Linked DNA regions of Sus scrofa: region 2 is linked to region 1. A link is a contact called in public HiChIP or PLAC-seq data. All regions are on one chromosome and are shown on one strand. Each heading gives the region's core, a stretch centred on a gene start, on an enhancer-like site or on the middle of the called end of the contact. The rest is flanking DNA. Distances are from core to core; before and after follow the strand shown.

What was found. HiChIP or PLAC-seq counts read pairs in DNA pulled down with a chosen protein or histone mark.
Region 2: a contact with region 1 is called in an H3K27ac HiChIP or PLAC-seq map of alveolar macrophages. The contact joins the promoter of CNNM2 here to the promoter of WBP1L in region 1. A contact is called at or near these places in 2 of 5 promoter capture datasets (fetal liver and liver), 7 of 47 Hi-C or Micro-C datasets (adipose tissue, embryonic fibroblasts, liver and 3 more) and 1 of 2 datasets of contacts at active chromatin or transcription factors (alveolar macrophages).

What each region holds. Positions count from the first base shown.
Region 1 is chr14:113,736,474-113,739,042 of Sscrofa11.1, forward strand. WBP1L (WW domain binding protein 1-like) reads left to right here and starts at 1,285. Exons shown (of 4, transcript XM_001929157.7): 1 at 1,285-1,478. The coding sequence starts at 1,389.
Region 2 is chr14:113,888,869-113,891,437 of Sscrofa11.1, forward strand. It overlaps CNNM2 (metal transporter CNNM2), which reads left to right and starts at 1,281. Exons shown (of 8, transcript XM_001929243.6): 1 at 1,281-2,569. The coding sequence starts at 1,281.

The sequences.
Region 1 (2,569 bases), core at 35-2,534:
GAGGAAATTGGCAGCTACAGGGCAGCTGGCTTCTCTGCTTTGGGTCTTCTTTTGTTCGTTTATTCTCCCAACATTGATTGAGCTCGTGACTGGGCCCTGTACAAGGTGCTGTAGGAGTTTCTTTAAAAAAAAATGTGTAAGATCTGGTGTGCCATACAAAAAGCTACACGTCTAGTGGGAGGGGTCAAGCAGGCAGAAACTACAGATAGATACACTGTGTGCTAAGTGTTATGTGAATTCAGAAGAGAGGAGGGGGTGGGAATGAGGAGTTTGTAAACAGGAAACTGTGTAAAGTGTAAATGAAGTTAAGGGCACTGCATAGCTCAGTACTCTGGGGAGCTCTAAACTGTTACGTGTGAGCAGGATGTGGGAAGTGAAGCGGCAGTGGGTGAGATAAAGAGGTATGCTGGGACCAGGACACACAAAGAAGCATGTTAAAAGTTGGGACTATAAGTCCAGTCCAGGTGGTTGAAGTATTTCGAGAGGGGAAGCCCTGAGATGAGAATTCTTGGTTTTAGGTGGTAGAGCACCCCAGCTTTGGTTGGTGAAAGGGATTCAAGAAAGAATTGGAACTGGGACAGAAGAGACCATTTGTATTTAGCCAGAAAATGAGAACATGGATTGAAGCAATGGGGATGGATTTCAGACCTATTTTTAAGGTAGAATCAATAGAATTTCGTCTCTCTCATTTGTGGTGACAAAGCACTGTCTCAAATAAAGGTACTGCCTTATAGGGAATTCAAATTGACTGAAACCACTGTTTGAGATCACGAGCGGGACCTGGTACTGGGGCTATGCTTAAAGACAAAAGACATCAAAAGCTCTTTAGACTGCAGTTGTCTTTCAGAGCGCTCGGTTACCTTCTAAAATGAACTTATTTTCCAACACCCCTTAGAATTGCTATACCCCTTCCCTTTCTTTGCTGAACTGGGGAAATCTTCCGCCACACTCAAGATGGCGGCACCAAAATGGACTTCTATACATGTTTTGGATTGCCCAGCCCCGTGATTCCAGCTACTTCCGCCACTCTCTGCGGAGCAGCACGCGTTTACGCCTCCTCGCAGCACTCAAGATGGCCCGGCTTCCTCCTACTTTTCATTGGCCAGCTCTCTCCGGTCTTCCGACATCATGAGGGGGCGGGACTTGTATTTGATCGACGGCTGTTTTAACCAATGGAAAAAGGGATAAAACCAATGAAGCGCTGGAACTGGAGAACCATCCCAGCGTCTGGGAGGTGTTTCGGCTGGGCGGGGTGGAGCAGAGCCGGAAGCGGGTGGGGAGAGTGAAACAGGAAAAGAAGGGAAGAAGGAAGAAGAGGGAAGAGGAGGAGAGGGAGGAGGAGGAGGGAGGCGGCGGCGCCGTGGCGGAGGAGCAGGAGCAGGAGGGGGATGGAGAGGAGAAGGCTCCTGGGTGGCATGGCGCTCCTGCTCCTCCAGGCGCTGCCCAGCCCCCTGTCAGCCAGGGCCGAACCCCCGCAGGTAAGGGGGAGGGAGCGTCTGGGCCAGGCTGGAGGTCTGGGGGTCGTCGAGGCCTGGCTGGAGGGGGCTGAAGGGATGTTGTCAAGAGTCGACGGGTCCCAAGAGGGGCACCCATGTCTGGAGTGGACAGGATGTAAGGGGGCGTCGGTGTTTAACTGAGGGACACCTGTGACGGCTTTGGTGTCAGGGAAGTGGCAGAGGCATGGTACCAAGTGAGTGAGGGGTCTTTGAGACGGCAGTTAGGTAAGGTGGGATGGGATGGCTGTGGCCGGATAGTGGTGCCAAGCAGGGGCATGAGGGGCGCGCATTCTTGTCTCACAGTGTCTCCAAGGCAGCGATGCCGCGTTTACGTCTGTGCGGATAGGGGTCCGTGGGTTATTGAGTGGGCCTGAGAGGGAGGGAGGGGCTGAGAGGATATTTATTTCAAGCTGCACCTGGGAAAGGTCTAGGAGCCTCTAGGCCCCATTTTTAATGGTGTTGGAGGCAGGGATCTTGGAAGGCAGGTGAGATGAAGTAGACTGGGGCTCCTCAGGAGCATGGCACACGAGCGGTAACAAGCTCTCACTGTTGGGCGGGCTGGCTGGTCTGGGGGAGCCAGTCACCGATGTCGGTCTGGGCCAGCTCGGCGTTTTGAGCAAAGGGTGGTGCTGATGCCAGTAAGGGCAACAAATGGAGCACCCCAGCTTTTCTTGCTAGGTGGCTTGCCTCTTATCCAGGCAGAGAAGCTTGTGCTGATTTCAGCTGCTGCTGGCATTTCGAAACCTTAATGGGAGCGTTGCTCCTGGTGCCAAGTTGGGTGGGGTGCAGCAGGGGGAATCACCCCTCCTTCCCTTGCATTTGGCAAGGCTTTACCATTCTATTTTCTTCACTTTCTGTTCCCGTCCCTGTCTTTTCAGAAAGGCACACACACAGAGCAAAATGGCAGAGTCTCTACAGCTTAGCATGAACTTTGTGTTGTGATCAAGTAGACGCAGAGTACCAGCAAAAATACACACACTTATCTTTTCCCTAGGAGTTTATGGGCAGTCTTTTCACATATGCATCTTGTCTTGCTCATCCTCTATGTAACAAATTAATTTTTTAAATGACCT
Region 2 (2,569 bases), core at 31-2,530, 150 kb after region 1:
TGCAGATGCTGCTCGGATCCCACGTTGCTGTGGCTCTGGAGTAGGTCGGCGGCTGCAGTTCCGATTAGACCCCTAGCCTGGGAACCTCCATATGTCCCTGGTGCGGCCCTAGAAAAGACAGAAAGACAAAAAAAAAAAAAAAAGAACCTTTCTGAGTCTGCTTAGGATGTCTGCCCCCTCCCATTTCCCACATGTTTTGCAGTGCGTTAGAAATACAGATTCCTGGGTCCTACTCCTTCAGTAAGTATGGAATGGGGCTCAGGGATTATATACTTTCAGCAAGAAAATGAAGGGATTCTTAACAACTGGGAAGATAGGAAACCACTTCACTCTAACTTCCCCCATCTCCCGCACTCCTTTTGGGGTTTGCGGTGGAACTGTAAAGCGTTGCAGGGTGCATAAAATACCGGCAGGTGGCGCTACCTGACCGTGACCTGCAGAGCGCGCGTCTCTTAGGGATAAGCCAAAGGCTCCAGCAGAGTGGGCCTGAGCGTGCTGGCTTACCCCCGGGCGGAGCGGCGAGCGCAAGTAAAGAAGGGGAGCACGGCCGATAGCTCGGATGCACTTTAGGTTAATGTGCACCTTAAGCCGTCCCTAGTAGGCTTTTCGGGCTTTGCAGGCAGAAAGGCGCAGTCCTCTCTGCACCTGCACGGAGCACATGGGAGCCGTCAGCTTGGTGTAGCGCTAATCCGGCAACTGGCGCCGCGGGACTGCAGTGCAAGTAGAACCAAACCCCGGGGCCAGAATCTACTACTGAGGCCGGAGCGTCGGTCTCGCGGATGGCCTCTTTTCATTGGCAGCCGGACGGGGGCCCCGCCCCCTTTCCTACAGCTCTCATCTGTGACTGGCTCTCGGCTCCAGCTGGCCACACCTCCTCTCCTCGCACATACACAAGAGTCACGCGCCTTTCAGCTGGAAACTTGGCGTGCCTGGGAGGACTCTGGCCTTCATCTCCCCACCCACTTACCTTGCCATTGGTCCGCGGCGCCCCTCACGGCCACACCCCCATTCCAGCCCCCTGGCTGGGAGGGTGGGCAAGCGCTCGTGGTTGGCTGGCCGGCCTGCCTCTCGCAGGAGCGGCTGGCGCGCCCCCCATCCATTCCCCCCTCCTGCGAACCTCCAGGTTCCTTAGCTGGCCCAGGCGGAGTCAGTGTCAGTCAGGGAGGCGGACTGCTAAGCAGTGGATGCGAACAGTGCTTTGCAGTCTCGCCCCAGGGGTTGGTGCCTGCGCTCGTGCCGCCGGGTGGGTAGAATGAAGCCGCAGCTGGAGCAGCCACCCTATGATTGGCTGTGGCGCTTGTGAACCCGAAGTAAAGATGGCGGGCGGGCCGGCAGCCGCAGCACTGCCCACTAGGAAGATGGCGGCGCGCCGCAGCCTCAGCGCCCGCGGCCAGGGGGTTCTGCAGGCGGCAGCGGGGCGGCTGCTGCCGCTGCTGCTGCTGAGCTGCTGCTGCAGCGCGGGTGGATGTGCAGCGGCGGGCGAAAACGAGGAGACGGTGATCATCGGATTGCGGCTGGAGGACACGAACGACGTGTCGTTCATGGAAGGGGGGGCGCTGCGGGTGAGCGAGCGGACCCGGGTCAAGCTGCGAGTGTACGGACAGAACATCAACAACGAGACATGGTCCCGCATTGCTTTCACCGAGCACGAGCGGCGGCGCCACAGCCCCGGCGAGCGCGGGCTGGGGGGACCCGCGCCGCCGGAGCCGGACAGCGGCCCCCAGCGCTGCGGCATCCGCACATCAGATATCATCATCTTGCCTCATATCATTCTCAACCGGCGTACATCGGGCATCATTGAAATCGAGATCAAACCGCTGCGCAAGATGGAGAAGAGCAAGTCCTATTACCTGTGCACGTCGCTCTCCACGCCGGCCCTGGGCGCCGGCGGCTCGGGGTCCGCGGGTGGCGCCGTCGGGGGCAAGGGAGGCTCCGGGGTGGCCGGACTCCCGCCGCCCCCGTGGGCCGAGACCACCTGGATTTATCACGACGGCGAGGACACCAAGATGATCGTGGGCGAGGAGAAGAAGTTCCTGCTGCCCTTCTGGCTGCAAGTGATCTTCATTTCGCTGCTCCTCTGCCTATCGGGCATGTTCAGCGGCCTCAACCTGGGACTCATGGCCCTAGATCCGATGGAGCTGCGCATCGTGCAGAACTGCGGCACAGAAAAGGAAAAGAATTACGCCAAGCGCATCGAGCCCGTACGCAGGCAGGGCAACTACCTGCTGTGCTCGTTGCTGCTGGGCAACGTGCTGGTCAACACCACGCTCACCATCTTGCTCGACGACATCGCGGGCTCAGGCCTCGTGGCGGTGGTGGTCTCCACCATCGGCATCGTTATCTTCGGGGAGATCGTACCCCAGGCCATTTGCTCCCGGCATGGCCTGGCTGTAGGGGCCAACACCATCTTCCTCACCAAGTTTTTCATGATGATGACCTTCCCCGCTTCTTACCCGGTCAGCAAGCTGCTGGACTGCGTCCTGGGCCAGGAGATAGGCACCGTCTACAACCGGGAAAAACTGCTGGAGATGCTCCGGGTCACAGATCCCTACAACGACCTCGTTAAGGA